Regions from separate parts of the Zea mays genome. Here region 2 is linked to region 1. A link is a contact called in public Hi-C data. All regions are on one chromosome and are shown on one strand. The core of a region is the stretch at or near the end of the contact, and the rest is flanking DNA. Distances in the headings are between cores, read along the strand shown. Region 1 holds the start of LOC100501808 (Aspartyl protease family protein 2). Region 2 holds the start of LOC542743 (etched 1).

Region 1 (4,214 bases), core at 868-3,367:
CGGGAAGCAAGCAGGCGGCGGGGGCCACATCCAGGCGTGCCGTGCAGTTGCGCCCCGCACTGGCAAAGGCAAATATCTTCACCTCACTGGACCGTTAGAAAACTTCCAAGTGACGCGGTGTGCACTCGCTGTGCATCTATCTAATCTACCTGCTGCTCTCTCGCTCTCGCAGCGCAGCCCGCACCCGACGCATAGCCCCCCAACTCAAAACCCCCTGCGCGTGGGTACTTTGGCTGGGGTTTTAACCACGCAGCATGTCCAGCAGCACAAAGCCAACATTTTTTAAAGTTAAAAGCGCCGCTTTTTTTATAACCCCAACACTTTTGACAGTGCCTTTTACAGCCATTCATCGACCAACCGCCTGCTGCTGCTGATATCTTCCCTCCTCTCGCGCATCCAACCAAACTACTACACAGCACTGTCAGAGAGACACAAGACAACTCTGACAAGTGCCCAGTGCCCGCGTTTTTTTTAACAGCACAGCATCCAAGGCCAAGCAAAGCAAACCCACAAGCCACCGCATCCATTAATTATGACTAACAAGGCGGCTCACTTGATTACCAGCTAATCACTCGCTAATTAATTCTCTCTCTCCTCGCTCGAGAGAGGACGGGTTCACCACTCCGGCCTGGGGGCTCTCAGCAGCCTTTGGGCGCGAACCCCACGCGCTGGCCGTCGCCGTCGAACACCACGCGGAACCCCTGCTGCTGGATGTTGCCGATGATGGACACGCCGCCGTCGGTGCCCGCGAACGCGAAGCAGAAGGTGCCCCTGGAGTCCACGGGGATGAGGTAGTTCTCGGGGGGCAGTGCGGCCTCGGCGCCGCCCGCGAAGTGCATCGACACGGTCGGCACCTTCACCACCCTGCGCCCGCCCAGGTCGTAGCACGTGTCGAACAGCGAGAACCCGCCGGGGGAGAGCCGGAGCCCCCCCGCCGCGGCGGCGCGGAACGCGTCGCGGAGCGCGGAGTAGGACGCGCGGGCGAGGCGGGTCACGGAGGTGCCCGAGTCCACGATCACGCCGCCGCGGCCCGTGGACGGGTCCAGCCGGAGGTCCGACTCGGCCACGCCCGGGACGCGCGCGCCGCCCACGCTGATGCCCACCAGCTGCACGTAGTAGAACGTCTCCATGCGCGGGTTGCGGACCATCGGGGTGAAGGACGCCGACGACGCGCCGACGGAGCCCGCCCCGAAGCTGACGGTGGAGGACCGGTGGGAGCCCGGCGCGGCGCCCGCGCCGGAGGAGGTGCGGTCGACGAGGCAGTAGGAGAAGCTCCGGCCGTAGCGGCGGGAGATCTGGGTCGGGAACGACAGCCCGCCGCGCCCGAGCCCCAGCAGCCCCGCCGCGGCCACGAACAGGCCCTCGTTGTCGTGGCCGCACCCGAGCGCCACGCGCGCCACGCGGGCGCCTCCCGCGAAGGTGAGCGTCTCGGTCACGAAGTCGCCCGCGGTCACCGAGCCGTCGCCGTAGGCCACCTGGTACATGCACGCCCCGCGCCGCAGGTCGCAGCCCCCCGAGTCCAGCCTGCGGCACAGCGCCGCGCCGCAGCCCACGGCGCCGTACGAGCTCGAGCGCCGCGGGTCGAACACCGGGCCCGACTGCTCGTAGCACCGCCGGCACGGCGCGCACTGCACCCACACCACGTCGCTGCCGGTGTCCAGCACCATCAGCGCCTGCGTGGCCGGCGTGCCCACCCCGATCTTGGTGAAGTACTCCCCGCTCCCCTGCGCCAGCCCCGAGACCACCGGCGCCGCGACGCCCTTTCTCCCGTTGCCACCGCCGGCGCCGGCCGCCTCCGAGATCCGCGCCGCCCTACGCTTGTCCCGCTGCAGACGGTGCTTCAGCAGCTCGCCCGCGGTGGCGTTCACCGCGAAGGTGTCCCGGTGGACCACGCGGAAGTGCACGGCCGAGTCTGACGCCGCGGCCGCCTCCTCCGCGACGGCAAGGCTGCCGCCGAAGACATCCTCGTCCGCGTCCAAGGACGGAGCGGTGTACAAGTGGGGAGACAGCGGGGTGGCTACAAAGCTGTGGTACTCCACGGCCTTGACGACATTGGAAGCGGCAACCAGAAGGAGCAGCGCGGCGAGGGTCGTCATGGCTAGCAAGTGGAGTGTACTGGCAGAGGGAGTTGGTGGCAAGGCATATATGAAGGGAGGAGGGGGATTAATTAAATGGAGACGGTGAGCGGCGCTGCGGTGGGCTGGTGCTAGGACTACCAGTGGTGATTATACTCGGCTAGCCCTAGCAGTTAATTGAGGTGCATCTGCGGAGGATGTTTCGGTGCCGTGCCGCTTGCATCGGGGCGACGCGGAATAAATGTTGGCTGCGGGCGGGTGGAAACTGGCTCTGGTCTGGATACGATATGACCCGCTCCTGCTGCAGACGCGTTGCCGTGCCGACGGTGCCGTGTGACTCGTATTGGCTGTGCTTCAAACTCAGCACCATCAACGTGTGATTCAGTTCGGTCATCTTTTTTCCTAAAATAAAATTCTCGAACAAATCTTCTTCTGCAGATCGTTTGCCGGTCCGCCTGCTAAGACTATTCGCAGCGATTTCTCCTAAATTTTTCTCCCATGTATCACTTTTTTATGTCACATCATCAACAGTCCATCACTACTTTTTTATCTCCCGCAGCGGTTCACCCTAAACACTTCTCCTATACCCCACTTTTTTGACGAAGGGGCAGAGCCCCATATTTCATTAAAAAATAGGATGAGTCATTACAAACCAAAACGATGAGCTACAACCCATCGACAAAAGAGCACCTAGTGATGCTAAACCCTTCACACTATCGCATTAAACAAGCAAGGATCAGTCTCCACTAATCATCTATCCAGACGAAACCATAGTTTTTAAGCAAAGCTTATTACAACGGATGAAAATAAAAGTGCAGCTACGAAGCTAACAAGCCAGAGTTAACTAGTTCACCAAAAGGATAACCTAGAGATTGAGCGACAGCCAACCACATAAAATGCGCCAAAATCACCCTTCATCTAGAAATGCGGCGATCTATCGGGCACCACCCAAACGACCAACACATCACTTCACTTGCTATCTTTCCGATTAGCCGGCTTCCTTGGACCACCATCTATTTTTCCTTCTCTCTCTGACGAATAGCCCAAGAATCTAGCCAAAAGCAACAGAGAAATATTATGTTAGCAGGATCAAGGAGAATTTTATCAAAAAAACCAATCATTTCTGGTTCTCCAAATAGCCCAAAAAATAGCTCCACCCCCAAATATCATTAAATTGGAGATTCTGTCTTTAGATTTGTTCAGCCATCTGTCACAAAGATCCCCAATGCTTTTTGGAATGAAATCAAGATTTAAGGCAATTTGAATCACTCTCCATACAAATCTAGCAATGAAACATTTAAAGAACAAATGTTCAATCGATTCTAGACCTCCACAAAAACAGCATTCACTAGAGCCATGTCAATTTCTTTTTTTCAGATTGTCTTTTGTAAGAATTTTATTTCTTACCAACAGCCAGATGAAGACTTTGATTTTTTTTGTGGTAACTTAGATTTCCACAAGAACCTGTAAGGAACAGCCGCCTGATCAATCGAATTTTTCTTATATAAAGAATTAACAGTAAAACCTTTGTTACCCATACACCATCTCACTCTGTCCTCTTGAACTGACAAATTATATTGAGCATATAAATAAACTAATTCACCATAAAGTACTTGAAGATTACCCATCATTCTTCTTCTCAAGGAAAGAGCATCAAAATTTGAGGATAAGACCTTATTAACCGAAATATCCTTATCAAGAGCCAAGTCAAACAGAACAGGAAATTTAACTGCCAAAGGACAATCACCAATCCAAGAATTTTTCCAGAAACTAGTTTTACAACCATTACCAACAATAACTTTACAGTATTTAAAGAAAACATCTCTGAGACTTAAAAGTTTTTTCCAAAACTGAGAGTCATTCTGTCTTTGCTTAACTCAGATAAGAGGTTTTCCGTTAATATATTTTTTTGCAATGATCTTTTGCTATAAACCATTTGAATTTTCCAAATTCCAAAGCCACTTTGACAACAAGGCATCATTCATATATTCCAAATTCAAAACCCTTAAGCCTCCTTGATTTTTAGGAGTACAAATATAAAATATTATTTTCTATACCTACTTTTTATCTACTATCAATTTTCATCTACTAACAATTCATCGCGGGTCCACAGCTGCAGTACCAAATAGTGTCAGGGCG
Region 2 (4,810 bases), core at 1,863-4,362, 660 kb after region 1:
ATGAACGAGGGCGAGTCCTGGTTCGCCATCGACCTCCACCACCCGTCCACCTTCACCACGCTCGCCATGGACCGCAAGATGAAGCGGGCCGTCATGGACGACCTCGAGAGGTTCGTCAGGAGGAAGGAGTACTACAGGCGGATCGGCAAGGCCTGGAAACGGGGCTACCTGCTCTACGGCCCGCCCGGGACCGGCAAGTCCAGCCTCATTGCCGCCATGGCCAACTACCTCAAGTTCGACGTCTACGATCTCGAGCTCACCGAGGTCAACTGGAACTCCACGCTCCGGAGGTTGCTCATCGGGATGACCAACCGCTCCATCCTCGTCATCGAGGACATCGACTGCTCGCTCGATCTGCAACAACGTGCAGACGAAGCTCAGGATGCTGGTACCAAATCCAATCCTTCAGAGGACAAGGTAACAACAAACAAACCCTGCCCCCCTGTCGTTTCGTTCCTTTACGTACCTAATTAACTTTCTCTCGCGGTGCTCACCTGCAGGTGACACTCTCTGGGCTGCTCAACTTCGTGGACGGCCTCTGGTCAACAAGCGGAGAGGAGAGGATCATCATCTTCACGACCAACTACAAGGAGCGGCTCGACCCGGCGCTGCTTCGGCCCGGCAGGATGGACATGCACATCCACATGGGGTACTGCTGCCCAGAGTCGTTCAGGATCCTGGCCTCCAACTACCACTCCATCACCGACCACGACACGTACCCTGAGATAGAAGCCCTGATCACGGAGGTGATGGTGACCCCAGCAGAGGTCGCTGAAGTGCTCATGAGGAATGAAGACACCGACGTCGCGCTTGAGGGCCTCATCCAGTTCCTCAATGGGAAGAAAGACCACGCCAAGGATGATAGTCGTCAAGGTTAAAATGTGGACCATGTGAGACCAAAGGGGACGAGAAAGAGATGACGACGAAAAAAGAAAAAAAAAACATGTCCCGGTCGTCGATCAAAATCTCAATGATGCCAGAGTAGCGTGGATATCAAATATCAGCACCATATCAGTAGCGCCAGTATAACCTGCCGACAATGTATGGTTTTCATATTTTAATAAGATATCATTTTTTTTTGGAACAGCAGTGTAATCTGGTGCTATGATCATTCGATGTCTTCTTAAAACCAAACTAACCAATTGTATCATATAAATAGGTATTAAGATATTTATTCAAATATAATTATTGTTTATTTCTAAACACCAAATTATGTGTGGTTTGGTGGTTAGTCCTAAATTTCTAGAGCAACGAAGCGTGAGTTCAAGTGTTTGTTCTGCACTATTTTTGCGTGGTGTGGTGGCTGCGCGCGGATGCTGGGGGTCCACAATTAAGTAGCTGAGAGAACGCTGTGTGGGCGCTGGGCCCACAGGGAACGGTGCCTAGGGCGGGATGCCTGAGGCAGGTCCAGAGTATCAACGTAGAGGGTGAAGTCGTGGTAGCACTAGGTGCTTATATTAGGTTCTTAATAGAGTAGTATATAAATATCACGTTGTAAGAAGTACAATGTAGGCCCTGCTGTATTCAGAATTTCAGATGAGTATGTGCAACAACTTTAAAAAGTGCCATTTTTATGCTATACAAATAACCAATGTTGTCAAAAACCTACAGAGTACAGGGCGTTTTGCATACCAACACCGCTTCTCACAGCAGATCAATCTTCAGAACTGGTGTCCACCGCATTTTCTCCTTGTAGCTCGTTTTCTTCTCGTAGATCATACTCAACAACTAGCCCAAGATTATCAACAAACTTATGGTACACCTGGCACCCTGCACACTGTTTTGTGCAGTGTATGTTAGAACATAAATTTACGGCATGTGTCGTCAAACATATGAATGTGGGCTTTTCTCATACAGCGGACCAAAATAAACAAAGCTGCAGTAGGTCTGGATTTTGCATTTACATGGAAAGAAGTGTTTACCTGAAGAAAAACTGTGCCTCTTTCATAGGCTACTCTGTTTATCAAGCGCTTGGTCCTTTCGCCACATGCGTTGCATGTAAATTGAACAAGCAAGCTTCTTCTAGGAAGCTTTATATCAATAGCGGCTTCCTGAAACATCACACGAATAACATGTACATTAAGGAGATTCCGGCCTATAAACTAGTGTGCAGTTTGCCGCTTCAGTAATCAATCTACCAGCAAAGTTGAGCACTTGTTATTCATTTCTGAACCTAGTTTGTTCCTCAATCAGCAAGCAATCTGTTATGTTGTCTTTCATGCAATAAACCGCTGAATTATATAATATCATTTCTTTTTCATATGCTCACATATGTATGCGATCAACCTGCCAAATTTACAAAAAGTGATGTTCTCTGAATGCCATAATCTGCAAGACACACAAGCAACGAAAGACCTACAAGAAATGCACACAAAGTACAATCTCAGGAAAGAACTAGCAATTTCAAATGAACAACGTACGCCAGTCATACAATGGACAAAGCAGATGTGTGGTGCTAGAAAACCACAAATATTCTGACTATATGAATCATTAAAGTTGAATCTCGTCAGTTATCCAATTTCAGGGTTAATAATAAACAGTGGTCCAAAAGCCCAAGCAATTACTGTTTCCCCGTTGCTGGTGGCTACCCAATCCAAATCATTCCCTATATAATCGCATTCACTGAATGATTCCAGGCAACACGGAGCACATCCATAACCCAAATCAATTCACCCTGACAATCTGGAAACATCATAGAGAAGAAAGATAGAGAGCGCTGACCGTTGGCGACGGCGCCGCGTCCGAATTGGCCTCGCCGGAGGAGGAAGCGGAGACAATGAGCCTCCTTGGACGGTTCGAAACTCTCAGCCTGCACGAAGAGAGACGAGCTTAGACACCCGCGAACCGAGACGAGCCGGTACGAACGAGCTAGAACGGAGCGCACCGTGGTGCCAGCGCCCTGAGCTTCGAGGAGGAGGCGACAAGGGAAGCGCGAGGAGGAGGAGGAGGAGGAGTCTCCCGGCGGGTCGAGAGAATCCGCGGCAACAACGCGAAGGGCGGAATCCCCGCCCAGCAGCAGCCGTACCCGGCGGCCGTTGTCGTCATAGCCGCTTTGCCTGTCAGACAACGAGAACCGAGGGGAAAGGAAGAGCGAGGGTTAACTTAGTAACTGGGCTGTCCACCGTAGCCCAGGAAAGGCCCGTTTAACACCCCTCCCCGCAGCCGCTTCAGGCCGTCCAGCGTCACGGTCCCGGCGGCGATGGTTCTTGTGCTCTCGCTGCTTCTGCTATGGTGGTAATGAATATAACGAGATAGTTCCTTAAATAAGGTTGTTTGTTTCAGAGTCAGATGTTAAGATAAGATTTATCTCAATATTGTCCCCAGGCCTGTTCTTAGCTATCTCGCAAACAAACACATCCTCGAACCCGACGGTATCTGAGTCTGTCCCTCTCATCGTACATTATTGTCATCAACGGCCTTTTGATCCGGGTAGAACATCCTCACATAACATGCATCACATCCACGTAACCAGCAATGGTACATTCCAACAAACCCACAAGCCACAGCAGAATACAAGGGTTTGCGCTCTATAAATATATGGCATCAAAGCCTTAATCTGAATCCCTATCTACTCTTTTAGTTTTGTTTTATTGGAAAGCCAAGGATGCATTTGGAATTGTGGGAAGTATAAGTAAAAAAAAATTACCTGCGGTGCACCAGCCATGGATACATTTGGAATTTAGCATTACAACGTATGGTCTTGTGTAGTCATATATATTACTGTTGCAATGTAGCTACAGTAACATATTCCAATGTAGTCATATAATACATTGCAACGTATAAGTAAAAAAAATGACCTACTCTGTACTATGTTACTGTTGCAATGTAGCTGCGTGAGCACAGGGGGATCTGCAAGGAACCGTACGAAAAGACACAAGCCTCACCACCTTTGGCAGCTGTAACAGAAGATCAGAGGCTCAGAGCTTCTTCACTGTTTCTTCCACTGCACGTTCATAGTACCTCATTCTCTGTGTGGCTTCCACCGCACGGTCAAAATCCTTCCTGTCAAATGCCTCCTGGAAGGAATCGGACCAGGTTTCGAGCTTTGCCTTAATCTGGAAAAGGGAACACAAGGCTATGAGACCAGAAACCATTGCGACGCAATCATGCTCCCTGGTTATGTTATGGCACGTGTAGCTTTATTCAGAGATCAGAACCTGAGATTGGATCTTCTCCAGGGTTTGAGAATCACTGGCATCACTGACAGCTTCCCGTATCTCCATCATCTGCAAGCGATTTGTTATTGATTTATGGAGAACATTGTCATCTTCATTTCGTGTAAGTTAATGGAATAAGATGTACATAAATAAACCGTTTGTGTTGTTGTATTCATCTCAATTCAGAGTTCATTCATTTTAATGTACTTTACATAGGATGTTTAACACATTGAATGTGTGTTCCAAACTTCCAATTGTTGCAATGTTATTCACAGTTATCAAAAGATACATGAAATGAGAAGGATGGTTATATTTACTGCATGCCAGCACGTGTATTCCAATTTCCAAGATGAATGAAATTACCTCCATAAGAAGTTCTGGATCATTGATAGTCTTTTCTTCATCCACATGTATACCCTCGAGTTTCAACTGCCAAAAAAAAGTTAGTACAGATGAGATGCTTCCAAAGATGAGTAAAATGATTGTGATTATTCATAGTGGAGAAACTTCCAACAGAGAAAATTAAAGGATGTAAGTACCACATCACTACAATCAATACACCCAGCACAAAGTTGTGATTACTTGTTACTCCGTATTTCTTTTCATGTACACATAGGTGAAGACTGAAGAGTCAACCAGACAACTTTGAAATA

Evidence for each region. A called contact is a pair of places that touch in the nucleus more often than the background predicts.
Region 2: a contact with region 1 is called in a Hi-C map of ear, with 2.5 times the contacts expected there. The contact joins the promoter of LOC542743 here to the promoter of LOC100501808 in region 1. A contact is called at or near these places in 2 of 25 Hi-C or Micro-C datasets (ear and tassel).

What each region holds. Positions count from the first base shown.
Region 1 is chr3:228,705,471-228,709,684 of Zm-B73-REFERENCE-NAM-5.0, forward strand. LOC100501808 (Aspartyl protease family protein 2) reads right to left here and starts at 2,118. Exons shown (of 1, transcript NM_001196463.2): 1 at 285-2,118. The coding sequence starts at 2,096. The coding sequence ends at 639.
Region 2 is chr3:229,360,395-229,365,204 of Zm-B73-REFERENCE-NAM-5.0, forward strand. LOC542743 (etched 1) reads right to left here and starts at 3,113. Exons shown (of 4, transcript NM_001322848.1): 1 at 2,885-3,113; 2 at 2,722-2,809; 3 at 1,923-2,051; 4 at 1,501-1,777. The coding sequence starts at 3,045. The coding sequence ends at 1,655. It overlaps LOC103651583 (iron-sulfur cluster co-chaperone protein HscB homolog), which reads right to left. Exons shown (of 6, transcript XM_008677242.3): 4 at 4,521-4,586; 5 at 4,158-4,226; 6 at 3,633-4,055. The coding sequence ends at 3,918. It overlaps LOC100273892, which reads left to right. Exons shown (of 2, transcript NM_001353584.1): 1 at 1-417; 2 at 501-1,200. The coding sequence ends at 878.